Regions from separate parts of the Mus musculus genome. Here region 1 is linked to region 2. A link is a contact called in public Hi-C data. All regions are on one chromosome and are shown on one strand. The core of a region is the stretch at or near the end of the contact, and the rest is flanking DNA. Distances in the headings are between cores, read along the strand shown.

Region 1 (3,046 bases), core at 118-2,617, 160 kb after region 2:
GCCACATCGGGGAAGCGCTCCTGTCTCCAGGAGGGAGAGGATGCATTTGGTGGAGGCAAAGCCATTTCTTCTCTGAGAAGGGCTTGAGAGCAGCCCAGCCTGGTGGGCAGCCTGATGAATCTGGCCTGTGCCTGGTGTTTGAGCTCAGGTTTGGATACAGAGGTAAGGTGTACTTCGATGTGACTGTGGTTCGGTGGGGAGTGCCCATTTCTCAGCCCCAATTTGCATACATATCAAAACAAAGCTTCAGAAACAGAGCCACTCACTGCCTCCCTAGCTGTGTGACTCAGTTTCCTCCCTGGGAGAGAGGGGATTGTACTAGATGGTCCGGAGTGGCCCTTTGGCTTGATTTTAGCTGTCCCTGGCCACTGGCCCGTAGACAGGATGCCTCGCCCATCTTCTGCCCTCTTTATCCACCCCAGTTATAGCCTGGGTACCCTGGCTGCCATCTCTGCCTCTCGGACCCCCTTGACCCTCCCCACATGGCTACCCACTTTGCTGGGTTGGTTATTGCTACAGTTTCCCAGCATTCTCTGATTCTGACTTCTCACTTGCAATCAAGAAACTAAAAATAGAGAGTAAAGGAAGCTCTCCGAGGGGGGTTCCTGGGGGTGGGAAAGTGCTCTAGTTCCCCAGGGGAATGAGACCTCATCACCATCAGAGTACGGGAGGGGGGTTGCGGGGGGGGGGGAATCTAACCCAGACCAGTGACAGAGTTGGAGGCCAGGGGACAGAGGCTTCCTGATCAGCAAGAACAAGGACCAGGCTTGAGAGACAGTGTGTGAATGCTGGAGATAGGCAGGATTAAGCAGCAGCCTCTGGGTCTTTGTGCAGGAATCCCATTGTATCCCCAGCACAAGAGACCCTTTCCCTGAGCCAAGTGAGGGGCTGAAATCTTGGGACCAAGGTCCACCCCCATAGCCTGGGCAGAGGGGCTTTGTGTTCTAATTCATCCGCCAGGAGAGGGCACCCTGTTCTAATTTTCACAAAAGTGTGCTCCATGCTCGGGGAAGCATCCTGGAGAACGTTCTCAGAGTTATCCTATTGTGCTGGTAGACAAGCAGGACCCACGTGCCCTGATCAGGGATCTCTCCTTCAGAGCCTTGGATTTTAAAGGAGTGGGCATGGTGTGATCAGGTGGGGTGACTTGGAAGCAGTGAAGCTGTGTCGGGGCGGAGACCTGGCTTCTCAGACTTGCAGGCTTTGGGGGCTAGGATGAGGAGTTTGGCCCACTGGCATGAGCAGAGAAGGGTGCTGTGGGATCTCAGACACACAATTTCAAAACCCAGTCCACCTCCCTGTCCTGGGAAGAGCACCCTGGAGATCTGAGGAATGTGCGAGTCTACAGCCATCCTACCCTAGACGTGCCTGGCCTTGTCTGAAAAGCGAGTGAACTCCTGCAAGTAACTGCTGGTTTGGGGATACACCTGACTGTGGAGTCTGGACCCCTGGCTGCAGTTCTGGATATACTATGTCCATGGGCTCACTGCTGCTTTTTCCTCTGACCCTCAGTTGCCTTCTCCTGTCCAATCGTAGGATAATTGCCCACATGCTCTTGAGCAGGCTGCATGGGGGTTAGAACTTTCATCTCTTCTGCACAGACAGAGGCAGTGCCTGGACCTTATCTTCTGAGGAACAGTGCAAAGGGATGTTATCACCACCCTTGCTTGGCACTGCCTTAGAAGCAGCATGCTTAGCTGGGACTGTCATCAGGACCCATGATGCTTTTCCTCCTGGGGAAGAAATGGCTGGCACTGGAACCCCAGGATATGCCAGTGTTTGTACCAGAGATCCAAATCAAGATAATGTCTTTCCATCTCCTCTCCATCTTTTGAACTCTTCCCAGTTCCTTTACCAAGCACATTTCTATCACGGGACTTGGCCCTCAAACACGTGGTGACATCAGCAGGGAGAGAGGGCAGGGTGGAGCTGAACCCTGCCACTTGTGGTGCCCCGCCCCATCCCTCCCCCCACTAGCTTTTCTTAACCTTGTCCACGAGGCTGACTAACTTCTTGTACTTAGCATAAGTGCTTTTCTCTCTCTCCACTTTGGGAAGATTGAAGGCCTTCTAGAGAATGGGGGGCAAGATGAGGGTGACCCCAGGTTTCCAAACACGCTTACCTCATGTCCTTGTCTTTTTCCATCCTGAGCAGGCCATCCATTCAGGACTGCTCTGAGGTCAAAGGCTGTTCTGTACTCCCCAAGATTGTCTTGGACTCTTTGGACAGCTCTGTCCCTGTATTTGAGATGAGTTTAGAGGAGACAGGACTCTATAATTTTCTGTGTGGGATCCACAAAAGCTACAAGCCCAAGTGGGCAGGCAGCCCAACAAAGGCTTTTAAAAATTACCATGTGCTGTCCTTTCCTCTGATTACAAAAGCAATACATATTCATGGTAAAAATTTTGGGAAATACAGAAAAGCACAAAGGAAAAAAATCATTCATATTCTATGTTCCAGAAGCAACCATTATTAACATTTGAGGTATTCACCTTGTCCTTCCCTTTCTCGTGGTCTCTGCATCTCTGTCCTTTAACAGAAGCTTCATGCAGCAACACTGTTGTGTCACCTGCTTGGTGATAGTGTACCAGGAGCATTTCCACATATAGTAAAAGCCATTTGATGAGTGTGGCCAGGTGTTTGGTCAGGGAAATGGCATGGGGTGCGGATGAGGGTAGGGGTGGTGGAGGCCATGACAGCAGGACTGTCAAAGGAGGTCTCAGTGCTGATAGATCTGGCTCCTTGGCTTCCAGACCATCAAATCCATCAGCTGAAAGAACAGCCCTTGAGGTAGACAGCAGGAAACCCCGTGACCTGAGAAAGGTAGACAGTTGAGCTAGCCATAGCATTGAAGATTGGTTACTGTATTGGCCACCTTCCTCCACAGGTTCTTGTCCTGGCCACAGCAAGCTAGCAGGAGGTAGGCAGGACTCAAGGTCATAATCACTGCTAGGCTGTAACAAAATAGGCTAGGCATGCTAACCTGGGAGACAGAGGCAGGAAGATTTTGAGTCCAAGGCTGCCCTGGACCATATAACAAAGGCCT
Region 2 (3,295 bases), core at 301-2,800:
CAGGGCTTCACCCCGTGTTGAAGGAATGGCGACTGTCGCTCTGGAACGCTGGAATAACTGGGGAGAAACAGACTAGACAGATGATCAGGTGCGTGGGGGCTGGGGGCTGGGCAGGGCAAGCTGAGGGCCAAAACTCCAGGGGCAGTTCCCTTTGAGGTTCTGGGTGTTGGCGTTCCTGCCCGCAGATGGGCCCCTGGCTCTGGGTGCTCAAGGACAGGTAAATCCCTCGGAGATGAGTGTGTGGGGTGCTGTAATGATACGTATCAGTTCGGTTATTTTTATTACTGTGACAAAAAGGAGGAAGGCAGAGACTGGGTTGGGGGAGCTGTCTATCAGGCATCACTAAGGAACAGACAGAAAGCCCCGCCCGCCGTGGGTCGGCAGCAGGTGGGATCTTCTGTGAGTCAAGTGCTTTTTCCGCTTTTTACGTTTCTTTTTTCCTTCACTCTAGCATTCTTGGAATGTACTCCTGTCACCCTGTCTTTCAGAGTACAGGGGGAAGGCCCAAGGCAGTGGGAGGAGACAGAGGTCTGGCTGATTCTCTTCCAGGAAAGGGGTCACTCTATCTGCTCACCTTCCAGGTCCCCAAACCGGGAGCGTCACACGGACACCGTCAGGTGAATCCCAGGACAGTCAGTTTCAGGGCTTGCCAGGGCCCTGGTGAGCTTCCAGTGGCCCACGCAGGCTGCCCGGGTTCCCAGCTTTCCACTGGGGTACTAGCGATCACGTGCTTCTCCCTCCCGGCTTTCCTCCCTGGGTCTCCAGCCAGCCCGCCGGCTTGATGAATTAGCCCCATAGATATTCCGTCGGGAAAGCAAACACATATCATATATATCTTTGACAAGTTATTATTCTCCCTTATCAGGATTCGGGTGGATCTGTGCCCGCCATTACTCAAGCTGCACACTTGCTCTGTTGGGGACCAGGCTCTAGACACGCGAGGAAGTACTGTCCAGGCAGCCCAGCCCAGGGCCTGCCCTGCCTGCAGGCTGTGCTGTGTGGTTGTGTGTGAGCTTAGGGGTGTGGGTAGGGGAGTGGGGTCTCTTGACACTGTCATAGTCCAATGACTGGCAGATCCTTTCCATGTGGAGGCTAGGTGTGGCCAAAATGAACTGGAGGTGTTCCGACCTTTAATTCTTTCATCTGAGATTCGGAGGTGGGGGTGCAGGGTGGGGGGCGGCATGAGTTGTGTCCCAAGGAATAAGGTCTGGTTTGGGACTCACTCTTGTCTATTTTGTGGGGCTGAGCTGGGACTTTGGTTGTCTTTTGCATGGGCCTTTTAGTGACCTGCTGGCAGAAGAGGTCACCCTGCCACCTACCACCAGTGCCTGAGTTTCTCAGAGCCAAAAGGGGCTCCTGGAGGCCAGCCCTTAGCCCCATGGTAGCCAAGGCTCGCTGGCCAGTGAGGGCTAATGAGTAAGATGTAAATGGGTATTAGTGCTCTCAGCCTGGCTGCCGGGCTGTGATTTGTCATCTCTCACCCCGCACATTCCCATTTCCCCAGAGGCAGGCTCCATATTAACAAGTCCTCTACTTAGGAATATAAATGGGGCATCTGCAACTGCTCCTGACAGCCTGCAGGCTGCTAATGCACTCCGGCCTTGGGGGCTGGGGGAGGGCCCACTGGTTCAGCTAGCTTCTGAAGTAAGAATGGTGGAGGGGAGGCCCGGCTGCCTTCACTGGAGAGGGACTGCCTGTGACTCCACACTGCCTCGACTTGCAGAGCTGATGGAACTGTGAGGAGCCACCTCCCTCCCCAGTTCCAGGCTTGCATGCCATCTGCCATCTCTGGCTTCCTCCAGATCTGATATTTCAAGGAAGTAACTTGTCCTGTTCTGGGACTGACACAGAGTTTCTTAGGTCCAAAGGAGAAGTCGGGTGTGTGTCTGTGGGGGGTGGGGGCTCTTATTGAGGATAGAAGTGATCTTACCCCTGTATAAAGAGTTTCGTGTAGCCCAGGCTGGCCTCTAACTCACTACGTACTTGAAGATAGCCTTGAACTTCTGATCTTCCTGCCTTTATTTTCCTAGTGCTGGAATTATATAGGCTTGTGTGACCGTGCCTGGTTTTATCTGATGCTAGGAATCAGAGTGAGGACTTTGACCATGATATGTAATCACTATCAGCTGAGCTATGCATTCAGGAGATCTGATTCTGACACCCTGTCAGTGGTGGGGTGTGGTTTGGCCGTTGGCCACAGTGTCCAGCCTCAGCTCCAGCTGTGGGCAGAGCCTTGGATTCTCAGGGTCTAGTGCCTGTCTAGTACCTGTAGAAGGTACTGAAACAAAGGTATTGGCTGTAATTATCATCACAGCCACTAGAGGGCAACGCAGGCTTATGTTTCTCTCTTCTAGAGGGCAGAGGACTCAGGGAGGGATAAGAGATAAGGGTGTTGAGGCTGACTGAAGTCCTTTGCTCTGGGAATGTTTCTGGTTCCTCTATTCTTTGTAGTCTATTACTGCCGAAATTCTTCAATTCCAAGTAAAGGAAGAAAGATCTTAAAGATATTTAAACCCATGGTGGTGTGGGTTTAACACTTATGTATAACACTTATTTTACTGCCATTAAGAAAAAAATCAGTGAGAATTTCAAAGGTTAAAAGGCTTTGTAGAGTGGCCAACCCATGACTGGTCTAATTTGAGGTCCTGACAATGAGAGGGAACCCGTGCCCAACACTGCCTGGTGACTTGGGACCAGAGGCTGGAGAGCTCACAGACCTAGGATAGAAAAAAAAAATCAATAAAATGATTCCTAAGATATCCTTATATTCTCACAGATTGCTGCCTATCCCAGCCATCAGAGAGGCTTCCTCCTGCTGCTGATGGGAGCAGATGCAGAGACTACAGTAAAACATTAGGCAGAGAGAGAGAGAGAGAGAGAGAGAGAGAGAGATCTCCATTGGGTCTTCCCCCTGGAGCTCAGGGATCCCTGTAGAAGATGGGGAGGAAGAATTCTGGGAGCCAGAGGGGTCAAGGACATCAGGAGAGTATGGCCCCCAATATCAGCTAAGCAGGGCTCATAGGTGCTCACAGAGACTGAACCAACAATCAGGAAGCTCGCATGGGTCTATTCTAAGTCCTCTGCATAGATGTTATGGTTGTTAGCCTGGTGGTCTTGTGGGACTCCTAACATTGGGAATGAGGGTGTCTCTGGCTCTTTCACCTGCTCTTGGGACCCTTTTCCTCCTACTGGGTTGCTTCTCCCGGCCCTGATGTGAGGGTTTGTGCCTGGTCTTCCTGAAGCTTGTTATGCCATGTTTGGTTGAAATCCCTGGGAAGCCTGCTCTTTTTTTTTT

The links. A called contact is a pair of places that touch in the nucleus more often than the background predicts.
Region 1: a Hi-C map of the N1E-115 cell line shows a contact between it and region 2, with 5 times the contacts expected there. The contact joins two enhancer-like sites. A contact is called at or near these places in 4 of 484 Hi-C or Micro-C datasets (the N1E-115 cell line, cortical neurons, embryonic stem cells and 1 more) and 1 of 9 other capture datasets (embryonic stem cells).

The regions. Positions count from the first base shown.
Region 1 is chr9:46,510,529-46,513,574 of GRCm38.p6, forward strand. All of the region lies in intron 1 of Gm31432 (a long non-coding RNA gene), which reads left to right. Among named protein-coding and RNA genes, the nearest start is that of Gm22659, 51 kb to the right of the region's middle. Within about 2 kb of position 1,368, at least 15 of the 459 cell types and tissues checked have an H3K27ac peak or open chromatin away from gene starts, as enhancers often do. A contact at or near this core is called in the N1E-115 cell line and cortical neurons, where this site is marked.
Region 2 is chr9:46,351,906-46,355,200 of GRCm38.p6, forward strand. It overlaps Gm31374 (a long non-coding RNA gene), which reads left to right. Exons shown (of 3, transcript XR_379350.2): 3 at 1-135. Among named protein-coding and RNA genes, the nearest start is that of Gm31374, 3.9 kb to the left of the region's middle. Within about 2 kb of position 1,551, at least 17 of the 459 cell types and tissues checked have an H3K27ac peak or open chromatin away from gene starts, as enhancers often do. A contact at or near this core is called in the N1E-115 cell line and cortical neurons, where this site is marked.